Linked DNA regions of Ovis aries: region 2 is linked to region 1. Evidence: chromatin contacts called from public Hi-C data. All regions are on one chromosome and are shown on one strand. The core of a region is the stretch at or near the end of the contact, and the rest is flanking DNA. Distances in the headings are between cores, read along the strand shown. Region 1 holds the start of FOXD2 (forkhead box D2). Region 2 has its middle 11 kb from the start of TRNAS-GGA.

Region 1 (5,898 bases), core at 1,519-4,018:
GGCCTTATTAACAGCCGAAGGCCAAGGCCACAGTGTCCCCTGTATCTGACAAACCCAAGCCCTCCTCTGCCTGCCTGGCCTGCTTACTCTGCCTAGGAGTCTGTGAGACCCCGGACCGGGAATGGGGAATGCAGGCAAGCAGACAGAGCTGGTGACTGCTGGAGTTCACGTACATTTATTCAATTGACACTGATGGGGAGTGGGGGGAGACAGGTTTTCTTTTCTTCCACACAGACCATCAGACGATTTCACAGAGTCTCCCCAACTGCAGAAGTCTAAATCAATGCACACCCAGTGGACAGAGAACGCAGATAGCAGCCTGCGATACAGATATTTACACATGGTTACAGGACCCCTGCCACAGGATGTGCCCTGGCCCACCCCACCCCCACCTCTCTGGTCCCTGACCCGGACCCTCCTCTCCCACCCCAACCTCATTGCCTTTAGCTACAATAAATATCCCAGGGCCTGGGACAGAGCAGACCGCGGAGAGGGCTGCTGGCCCTGGATGGCTGGACCCAGCCGGCCACGGGAAAGGGGTAAAGTTCCTTCCAAAGCGCCCCCGACGCAAAAGAGGGAGGATTTTCCTCAATGGAGTGGGATCTCGGGATTGCCCAGGCATTGTGAAGACCCTCGCTTCACCTCTCCGTTCACCTCCGCCTGTGTAGACACTGCAGTAGGCTTCCGTGAAAGAATGAACTGCTTTGGAGAAGAGCGAGAGGGGAAAAGAAAAGTTGCATTTTCCTTTTAAGCACAAAGTAGATAATAGATGTCTTTAAATTATAATATTGAACAATCAGGGCCTCAAAGCTGGGGAAGGAGTGAGGGAGAAGCAGAAGGGGAGACCTCTCTGCGCAGTTGGTGTTTCTGGCCGGATCTGCCCGGGCCTGGGTAGGCACCTCTCCGGGAAAACATTCTTCCGGGGCTGCCAAGAGGCGCAGAGACTGGGAAAAAGCGAAGACATCCCCTCCCCCTTTTACTGCTCCAAGTGAAATGGGATCACGGCTAGCGACCTCGTCGCGTAGACCCGGGCCTCTTCCTGAGCGATGAAGCCCGCTTCGTCCCAACTGTCGGAGAGATTCCGAGCGTGGAACCACGGGCGCCGGCCCAAGGTCTGGAGACTCTTCATAAATAGACTCCCTGAGTTCCGCTGGGACCGCAGGAGCTCCTGGAGAGACTGAGGAGTGCGGGCTCAAAGTGGCCCGGATCCCGACACGGTCAGAAGTGGCAGCCACTGAGGCCTGCGACTTTGCCGGCAAACGGGGGCCCTGAGGACAGGAGAGCGTCCCCGTGGTGCGAGAGGCGAACGTGGCCGGCCACTGGAGCCAGGGCCGGGGCAGTCAGCATGGCCAAGACCTGGGCCTGACCCCCAGGACCCGCCGCCGCCGAGAACGGCGACCCTGGGGAGCCCTCGCCGGCGCCCGGGGGTGCTGCCCCGCCGCCACCGTGGCCCATAATGTGGTCTATAGAGAAGGAAGGCCTCTGCCCGGCCCCGGCGCCCCCTCCACCCGCGTCCGTCTTGAGGCCTGGGCGCAGGAGTGCGGTGCCTGCTGCGGGAGGGCTCAGGGACGCGGGGTAGAAGGCTTTGGCGCAGCCAAGCTCCGCGCCCAGGAAGGCTGGCAGGCCCGAGGGGCCCGGGCCCGACCCTGCGCTCGGAGCAGGCGCAGGGGCCGGAGCCGAGGCTGCGCTCGCGAACACCGAGGCCGTCGGAGGTCCGGGTGGAGGCGCCGCGGCACGGCCCGGGGGTACCGACAGCTGGCAAGGGGCGGCGGCGGCGGCAAAAGCAAAGGCGTGCGGGTGTGGATGCGGGTGCGGGGCTGGGCCCGGCGGGGGTGCGCCGTAGGCCGGGAGCGCCAGCCCGTAGCCGTAGCCATAGGCTCCGTAAGCCGCGAAGCCCGGCAGGAAGGCGCCGGGGTCCCCCGCCGCTGCAGCCCCGCCGCGCAACAGCAGCTCGGGGTGCGGGTGCGTGTGTGGATGCGGCGGCGGCAGCGGCTGCCGCTTGAAGCGCTTGCGGCGCCGCAGGAAGCTGCCGTTGTCGAACATGTCGGCCGACTCCGGGTCGAGCGTCCAGTAGTTGCCTTTGCCCGGGTTGCCCGGCTCGCGGGGGATCTTGACGAAGCAGTCGTTGAGCGAGAGGTTGTGGCGGATGCTGTTCTGCCAGGCGGGGAACTTCTCCCGGTAGTAGGGGAAGCGGCCGCTGATGAACTCGCAGATCTCGCTCAGCGTCAGGCGCTTCTTGGGGCTCTGCAGGATGGCCATGGTGATGAGCGCGATGTACGAGTAGGGCGGCTTCACCAGGGGGCTCCGAGTTGCCGCGCCCCCCGACGGCGGTCCTGGCCCGGGCCCCGCCGCGCCCCGGGCCGCCGCCGAGACTGGCCCGGGGCTTCCCGCTGCGGCCGCCGCCCCTCGGGGCGCTAGAGCGCGGGGCTCGCCGTCCGAGCAGCCACCGGACTCCTCCTCGTCCTCCACGGCTTCCCCCGCGGCTTCCTCCGGGGGAAGCTCGGGGCCGTGGGGGAGCACGTCCCGGGGGGCGCGGGGCCCAGAGCGGGCAGGGAGCTCCCCCCCACCGCTGCTGCCGCCGCCGCCGCCCACCACGTCTATATCTGCGTCGGCCTCGGACAGTGCGGCCGGGGAGCTCTCGGAGGACATGATCTCGCAGCAGCAGCTGCCCAGGGTCATGGTGCCGCCGCCGCCACCGCCGCTCTCCGGCTCCGCTCCGGCCGCGGCTCGGGCTCCGCCGCGCTGCCTCTGGGGCGAGTGTGTTTTGCGCGCGGGCGGGGAGGGGGCGGGGGACTGAGGACTGGCGGGGAGGGGTGTCCCCCAGCTCTGCAGCGCCCCCTCGTGGTTCACTCTGCCGCTCTCATCTCTCGGTGAGTACCCTACTGGCGACGGCTCTCTCGGCTGCCCCGGGAGCCCGAGCCGGGGGCAGCGCCCAGGGCGCGGGCGGAAGAAGCTGAGGCGCCCCCCCTTACTCTGCCGCTCTTGGCCCCTAGCCCCCCCTCCCCCGCCCCGGGCTGGAGAGGTCTGGGGATTAGTCCCTCCCGCTTGGCGGCAGCTTAAGGCGGAAGAGCGCGAGTCCGGGGCGGAGCTCCCCGAGCGGGGTGGGGCTGGCGGGGGCGGGCAGAGCGCCTCGGCGGAGGGGCCCGGCGGGAACAAACAGCCGCCGCCGCGGGAGCGCTGCTCGGGTGGCCGGAGGCAGATCCTCCTCTAGCCCATCCCGCAAACCCTCGCTCCCTGGAGCCGCTGCCTTCACTGCGCTCAGCCCTGGATGGTAAGGGTTCACGCGGGTGCCAGCTGGAGCTGGGAGCAGCAGCGATAGTCCCCCACCCGTCATCTCCCCAAGGCAGCGCCCGGGCCACCGAGGCCGAAGCGCGGTTGGAGCCGCACCAGCGGAGCCTGAGACGCCGGGACCAAAGCCGCCAGAGCGGGGCCCGAAGGAACCCGAGCGGCTTCCGGCCCAAGGCGAGACGCGCTTAAGTGATCGCAAGGAACAAAGTTGGCGTTCTCAGCCTCGGGCCTCGGAGAGGTGAGCGATTCTGGCTGCGCCCCTGTCTTCCCCTCCAAGGCCTGGACCCCGCCTCAAGGGGACCCCATCCCCTTGCCACACCGCGGGACTCCAGATGGGAGACTGTGCGCGCGGACCCAGGGAGCGCGTCGCGTGCCCGTTGCCCGCTTTCCGAAAGCTTTTCTGGGGCGCTTCGGTCGTCTTTCGAGAGCGCGGACCGGCCCATCTCTGAGTTTGCCTGTATCCGATCTTTTTCTGTCTTGGTACCCGTTTGTCGCACTCAAGCTCTGTGACTGTGTTTCTCTAGCTCTCGGTGAATCTCTGCCTCTGTTTTCTGTGGAAACCCTGCATTTATCTGGATTTCTATTCGTCCGTCTGAGAATCTCTTTCTCAATTTCCCTGTTTCTCCCACCCCCAGTCTCACTACAGAGCCACCTACGTTCCTTCTCCCTTCCCCCTTCTCTCGCCGGACTTGCAGGCTCTACCAACAGGCAGCGCCGAGACCTCTGTCAATGAACCCTGACCTCAACCGCAAGCCAGTGTTGCCTTCAGCTTTCACAATCCTGTGCACACAATGTTGGTTCCGTGCTTTTTTTTCATCAGCTGGGTTCCTGGCCATACCGTTAGGACTTCTCTCCTGGCCTCCCTCCAGCAACCAGTAACTCCCAATTGAGACTGGGGCCGTCTCAACCTCTGGGGATGACAGGGGAGATGGGCACTGGACGTAATCAAGTACAGAGCCGATGGACCGGCTGCTGCCCCGACAGCGCCCCATAGTGGTCAAAGCTCAGGCATGCGGGCCGCGAGCCCAGCTGCGCTCAGCTGTCGCAGACTGTAGGGCTGTCAGCTAGTCCTTCTCCACCCCTACCCGCCGCCTCAGTTTGCGGCTCTAAACAGTAGTTAAGAGCAAAGACCCTGGAGCCAGCCTGCTGGGATCCCAGTGCTGGCTTCAGTCCTTACCTGCTCTTTGTATTTTGTGTTTCTTCCTCTGTAAAAATGAGATTAAAAACATCCACCCCCTGATTAATATGTAAAAGTAGCCACAACAAAGGAGGATATTGAAGGCACTTTGCAGACTCCTGGGGAGACGGGGGTTCAGAGCAGTGTAGTCTCCCATCTGGATCTCATACCCCCTTCTAGCCCTGGGCTGGGTTACATGGCTGCTGTCTATTAATAGTCCTCTCCAGTCACCCTGCTGAACTAGGCTTTCTGTAGATAGTACTGGGGGCAGAGTAGAAGGGATTTATCCGCCCTGCAGGCTATATCTCAGCAGGGTCATGTGAGAGTGGATGAAATCTTTCACCCAACAGCAGTCTCCGTTCTAGTGTATTCCACAGGTGGGACAACAGATGCCCAGGAGGCAGGGGGACTAGTCTCCAGACATGAAAAAGCACGGCTGGGTGCAACCCTTGTCATGGAATCCTCATAATAAGAGTTCTCCATCTTCCCCAGTGATTCAGCTAAGAGCAGAAGAGAGTGGAAGGCAGATCTGGCTGCTCATATCCTGTGAGAGCAAGTCTGCTGGGCAGCCCCATCTGGGGCTTCAGACCAAGGGGATCCACCTAGTGTGCTGGGTCCGCAGCAAAGACTGTCCTTGGGAAAAGAGAAGTGCTCCAGTCCTCAAACCATAATCAAGAAATTGGACAGAGACTAGTGGCCCTGGAATCAGAATTTCATAGGTGTTGGGGCCCCCAGGAAGCAAATGAAGGCCTTGGGGACAGGTATTTGCATGAGTCCAGATGAACTCACATACCCAGGGTTGCTAGATTTACCAGATGTATTTTATCTGGCAAACCTATGCAATCTCCAAGCTTGCTCATGACTACAGGGACCTCTCACTGACACTCACAGACACCCCATACCATCCACTACATACACAGCAGCTCCAACCAAGCTGAGCTCTGGTAATGTCTAAGTAAATGGAGAGAGAAAAACAACACTGGCATCATCCTTCTCCATCTCACTTTCTAAATGTCCTTTAATTCTAAAATGGCAAATATGAACCAGTAGCTTCTTTCTTTGCCAGCACTCTCTCCTGGTTCCCCTCACTCCAGGCCCCTGCCCAAGTTCAGGGTAAAACTAACTGAGGCGTTTGCTGCCCAAATATCCTGATTCTTGCTGCAGTCAAGACTCCACCTTCTACAGAGCAGCTGCAGCCACCAGCCCACACCTCTGCCTGACCCTGCTTCACCCTCCATTCTGCTGAAACTCAGGTCAAGGAAAGAAGACGTGGCCCCCTCAACCCTGTTCTGCAAGGTGATTCTTTAAAAATCCTCCAGATTCTTCAGAACACACAGTTGTAAGAGTGGAAACAGTCCAAGGAGATCACGTGACTTGTTAGGCTTTTTGAAGGGCCCTTCCGTTGGGTTGGGTCCAGGTGTCCAGGCTCCCAG
Region 2 (5,898 bases), core at 2,424-4,923, 280 kb before region 1:
TTTAGAGCCAGGAGACCCAAGTTGGAGCCATGCCTATCATTTACTAGCTGAGCAACCTTGGGCAAGTCACTTAACCTCTCTGAGCCTCAGTTAATAATAGCAATAATCCCTGCCTCTCCAGTTGTTGTGAGGATTAAACAAAAGTACAGGGTGGAACTGCTCTGTCAACGGCAGGGCACTGTGCAAATGTTAGTTCTAATTATTCTCCACAATTATGACTGCTCCGCGGGAGGCCTGTGTGTGAGTGAGCATGGGGGAAGGATGTGGTGAGGGTGGGCCTGTGACCAGGCTATGTGTGCACGTTGATTGCATGTGGACGTGTTTGGAGAACTGGGGCCATTAGAAAAACCATCAGCCCTCTAAGTTGTTCTTTCTTTTGCTAAACTCAACCTGCCAGGCTGACATCGGAAGCAGGAATTAGTGGGAAGTCTGGGGGGACAGGATTAGTGGCTGAACTTTCTATTCCTGGAGACCCTCTTTTCTCAGGAGGTCAAAGCAATTTCCATATATTATCCTGCTGGCAGCTTGGGAAGGTCAGGGAAACGGCAAACACATGACTCTTATTCCTCAGATGGAGAAACCAAGGCAGGAAGGGCAGCTGCTGAAGCTAGTCCTGCCTGGACTCTGTTGGAACCATCAGCAGAAGGACGCTACAGCCACCCTGGCCTCTCCCAGTCAGACCAGCTGGCAATGGCTCATTCATTTTAGTGTTTATTACAGTCCCCCTGGTCCCCATTCCCAGTCCTGGGCTGTGTGTATTTCAGGGGCAGACTGAAGCAGGAACCCCAAGTCCCTGCCATACAACCCATAATCACTGGAGGGTCTTCCTCTGTCTCAGTCTCCACCTTTCAGCCTCTAGCCAGCTGTTGCCCTAATTCCCCTCTACTAATCTTTCAAGTTCAATCCACTTCTTCCAGGAAGCCTGCCAGACTGCTCTATCTGGCAGATGAAGAAGTTATTCTTTGTTGAGCCATTGCAGCGTTGGAACTGGGAGAAGGAAGGGGCTTGGAGGCCCAGCCACATTGCACCTCTGAGGATGGGTCAAACCAGGATGTGCTCTCTGAAGCCAATCAGAGTAAGAGTTACTCACGTGCTGTGACTATGGAGCTGGTGAGCCTTGGAGCCTCAGGGTAAGTTCTCTGAGTCGCAGAATTGGTCTCCAGACCAGCAGCATCACCCAGGAACTTGTTAGAAATGTCAACTCTAACGCCAGACCTGCATGAGAAACTCTGGAGGAGCGGAAGCAATCCTCCTCTCATCCTGATGCTTCAAAAGATCACAAACCACTGGGCTCAACGATGCTAGTTCCTCACATCCACACCCAGACACCTGCCCCTGAGCAAGCTCAGGAAGCCCCACCTTCCCCACACTGGCTTTGGTTCACCCTGAGGAGGGTTCTTGCCCCCGAGACCCAGTATCTCCCCAGAGAGGGAGGGGCTAACAGCTCCACTGCCCTTTCAGTTCCTATCACCCGCCTCAAATACGTCTCCTGCCTTTCTACTATGTCACCCCTTGATGCCTCCAGGGGGAGACTGCCCCCCTGGAAGCCTCTCGGATCTTCTATAGAGCAGGGACCCTACCTGCCACCTCTTCCTTTGCTCACTTCCCCACCAAGACCCAGCCCTCACTCACCCGGCCTCCTCACCCTCCATGTGTCTGGGGCAAGCCCTAAATCTTTCCTTGTGTGGCTCTAGGGAAGTGGCTTCTTCCTTCTCAGGGCCTGCGTGTCCCCTCTCATGAGGAGAAGCCCTCCCAGAACCTGCCTAAGGTCCTGGACAAGGTCAGTGGACTGCAAGGCAGTGAGCAGTAGGCCACCACCACTGCTCCTCAAGTCCCAGCAAGTGGTCAGACCCCTGAGGTGCCAGGCTTACCATCCACCCCAGGAGGAGCACAGTCCTCCACCCCTCCTCCTTTCCAGTGGGGTAGTCACAGCAGTTGCCATCTTCCCTGATGAAAGCACCTACTGTTCCAGAACCAGCCGCCTGACTCCATGCTCTGCAAGCTTTGACCCCTGTCTCATTAATCCACCCCTCCCCCAACAGTCTGAGAAGCACCTCATCCCAGTGTTCAGGTTCAGAACTGATGCCCAGAGAGGTTCTGTGGTTTGACTGCAATCTCACAGCCAGTACAAGAATGAAATTCCAACCCAGATCTAACTCCAAAGTCCTCTTGCTTAACCTCCAAGAGAACAAGAAGGCCACCACTGGAGCAAGGAGCAATGGGAGGCAGGAAAGCAGAGGCAACCTGGATGCCGGCTCCACTCCTTGCCAGTGAATGGCTGTGGGTCGTGGGTCTGTCTCAGCTGCCCCATTTGTAGACTGCAAATAATTCCTGCCCTGCCAGCCTCACTCACCTCAAGAACAGAGGTGGAAGCGCATGGAAAACTGCGGCGGTGTCCAAACACTGGGACCGAGTGCGTACCATGCTTTACAGTTTACGAAGTACACGGTATACGAAGCGCATCCCTGTGTGACCTCCAGTCACCCTGTCTGAAGCTCATCAACCCTCTCCAGCATCATCGCAAACAGAGGCGGAGGAGTCAGATGCTAGACGGCAGGGGCCGGGCCAGGAGCCGGGTGCGCCTCCGGCCACGAGCGCAAGGGGGCGCCATGGGCTCACAGCGAGCTGGGGCGGCGGAACCCACCGCGAGAGATCGCTTTCTGTACTCTTACTCACAGCAACCAGGCTCCGCAGAGCGCCGGGGGGTGCCCGGGTTCCAGGAGCGACAAGGAGGGGTGGAGGAGACTTGCGCCGAGTCTGAATTTGAAATGTGAAGTCCGGAAAGTCAGCTGCCTCTCCCCGCTGTGTGACCTCCCCTGAGACGTTCGACCTCTCTGAGCGTCACTTACACAGAAATACAACTCCCTCCACCGATGCTGCTCTAACCCAGTCCGCCAAAGGCTCCTGAAACCACAAAATGAGATCGCTCATTCAGACTAGCAGTGCAAACTGTAAACCCTCCTTCCCACGTAGAAATTCGCCCCTTTCTCACTCTTCTTGGACTCTGCATCCGAAGCCCCTCGGAGTCAGCACGCAGGGATCTCCGCATTCTCATTTTACAGAAGCGCAAACGAAGGCTCAGAGAGGTCGCTCTTTCGGGGTCTTGTGGCTCATTTGGGCATACACGGAATGGTCTCCTGACACCAGCACCGGACTGTCCCTTCCTGGTCCAGGGGCCTCAGGTACCTGGCAGCACTGACCTCTGCCGACTGGGTACGTATGAGCCTTCTGCAGAGACCGGAGTGCTCAGGAGTCTGAAACTATCGAAGCCGAAGAGCCCATAAGGTCCGGACCTCCCGCTTGGGCCCGGAGGCCTTGGGCCTAAGGCCAAGGGTACTCGGACCCCAATTCTGGTCCTATCTTCTAGCTCGGCCACACTGCCATTCCTGGGCGTCCCTGGCTGCAGCGCATCCGCTGTGTGATGGGGGCCTCTCTTTGGAGGCAGAGAGCTCACCCCAACTCCGGACGCCGGGGGCTCTCCGCCCGCGGGCCCCCACCCTGCCTCTTCCGAGCCGCACCTCGATGCACCCCCCCCCCTCCCGCCACGCTGGGCAGGATCGCGGGAGTCAGGCCGCGGGAGGGGTGGCCCGTACGGCCCCCTCGCCTGCAGCTGTGTGCACACGTGTAATTAGCTCTAATTATCCCGGGCTTTTTCAGTTCGTAGGCTCCAGGCCTGAGAGCCGCGCCGGGTGAACGCACCCTCTCCGCCCAGGGAACCGGCTCTATCCCAGTCCCCAGGACCTCGCGTCGCCTGTGTACCCACGCCTCCACCCAGCGTCTACACCTCCGCCACGTGCTGGCCTGTGAGCGTCTTTGTGTGTCCGCGGGTGTGTGTTCACACTCACGCGTCTGAGCACGAACCTGGCGCGGAAAGGGAGAGGGGCGGTGGCGCGGCGGGAGGAGAACCAAATGGTTCTCAGCTGCGAAGGAAGGAAGCGCCCGGGCCCCGCTGTCTCCCATCCCCGCCAGTCCTGCATAAACATGAGCCCCCACCACCAGCACCCCCCGCCCCGGGGCAGCGGCCCAGACCGAAAATCCCAGGATTTCTGCCCTAACCGCGGAGCCGCGGTGTTGACGCAGCTCTGCTCCCCACGCCCTCGAGCCGTTTAGCCCCTCGGCCAGCAGCAGGCCTCTCTGTCCACAGGTGGCAGAGCCAGGGCTCCGAGAGGTCGGGGCGCCCGTCCCAGGCGGCGCAGCAGGCCAGGAGAGCCGCAGCGCAGGATTGGGGTCGGCTCTAAGAGAACTGCGGAGACAGGAGGGGAACGCTTCCGACTCCCCGGTCCTCTTTGTCGGATCGCGGATCCCTAGCCCTGGAAGCCCCTGGTCCTGCGTACTCGGTCCGTGGCGACTTCCAGTCCACTCCCTGCGGCCGACTTGCCTAGTCTACGCGGAAGGGAACCAGAGAGCCGGGAAAAGCCCCAGGAGCCTTAGCTGGAGGTGGCAGGGTCCGCCCCGGGTCCCCCGGAGCAGGATTTCTCAGCACACTTGCTCTGCCCTCCCTTCCCCTTTCCTGGGGTCTCTGTGTGTCCCCCTGTCCCCGCTCCCGTCTCCAGTCTCTTTTCTTTCTTGCTCTCTGACCCTATTGACTCCTTGCCCGGTGTCGCGCACCGCCTTTGTCTCTGTCTCTGCCTCTCCTCGGATCTCTGTTGGTGAAGCACCCCCCACCCCCACCCCGCCCCCGCAAAGGAACACACACCGGCAGAATCCGCCTTTTCAATAAAAAACGACAACTGGGAAACAGAGTGAATTAAAAAGCATTAACTTAAAAACAATCCATGTGTCTGTAAATGCGTTCCAAATGGCAGCCCTTCGGCGGGGGTTGGGGGAGAAGGGGGGACGGGTCGGCCATATGTTCTGGAGCCTCAGACACAAAATACAGGGGGCTCAGCGCCACGCGGTGGACCCTTCCCGCTAGCCACCTGGGACAGCAGAGTCTAGGGAGGGGGACTTCGTCTGTGCCCTCACCCTGGCAGAGCCCCCCCACCTAAATTCCTGGTCCCTCCCATGATTCCGTCATCTGCTGGCCCCTCCTACCCCGATGCCTCCAAACCTTCCTGTGCTGATCTCAGCTCTCCCTTCGCACCAGCCCTCACCAGCCCCCACACACAGATTCCACCCCCTTCCTTCCCCACCCCACCGCACCCCTGGTCTTGGACCCCATACTTCCGCACCCAGGGCCTGCCCTGCCCCACCCCCATTCTGCCCTTCTGCCCCTAGACCACCCAGCAGCCCTGGCTCGGGGAGAAGTGGTTAGAACAAAGCTTTCCTTGGCCTGAAGAAATTCTCCAGGGAGCCGCGTGGAGAAAGGGAGCTCCCAGTCCTGGTACCTGCAGCCTCTCTGTTCTCCCAGAGGACATCGAAAGTTGTATATCTGAAGGCAGCGTAGCTCTCCAAGCATAACAGAAGTCAGTGCTGTCCTTTGAAGCCCTGACTTTGAGGGGGAACTTCCCTCCCCTCAAAGTCCATCCTGCCACCCTACCACTCCTGGCAACCATCCTCTGCCCCTCTGCCTGGGAGTTGGAAGGATTGGAGAACCTCAAACAGGGGCATAATTAGAGAAGAGGGGACTGGGCAGGGTGCCCAGATTCTGCCGCCCCCTCTTCTCAACTGGCAAGGACATCCTAAGACTATAAACCAGACAGGAGGAAGATCTGGATTCTTAGTCTTGCTCTGCTGGTGACGATGACTTAAGATTAGAATAGCGATAATATTAACAATCGTCATCATAATATAGCAGCTAACATTTGTTGAGCTCCTTCCGTGTGCGTGCCATACATTAGCGCACAGAAATCACTAATAGCTGGATGAGTTTGAGCAGTAGCTTGCCCTGCCCGGGCCTCAGTTTCCCTCTCTGTAGCAGGAAAGGGTGGGACCTCCAGGCTAGACAGTGAATCTGAA

What was found. Hi-C and Micro-C count contacts between places; a contact is called where the count stands out from the background.
Region 2: a contact with region 1 is called in a Hi-C map of hypothalamus, with 2.5 times the contacts expected there. The contact joins the enhancer-like site here to the promoter of FOXD2 in region 1. A contact is called at or near these places in 5 of 16 Hi-C or Micro-C datasets (hypothalamus, mixed tissues, skin fibroblasts and 1 more).

Annotation. Positions count from the first base shown.
Region 1 is chr1:21,946,190-21,952,087 of ARS-UI_Ramb_v3.0, reverse strand. It overlaps FOXD2 (forkhead box D2), which reads right to left and starts at 2,768. Exons shown (of 1, transcript XM_012106504.5): 1 at 160-2,768. The coding sequence starts at 2,679. The coding sequence ends at 1,219.
Region 2 is chr1:22,226,511-22,232,408 of ARS-UI_Ramb_v3.0, reverse strand. No RefSeq gene overlaps it. Among named protein-coding and RNA genes, the nearest start is that of TRNAS-GGA, 11 kb to the right of the region's middle. Within about 2 kb of position 3,673, at least 6 of the 54 cell types and tissues checked have an H3K27ac peak or open chromatin away from gene starts, as enhancers often do. A contact at or near this core is called in hypothalamus, where this site is marked.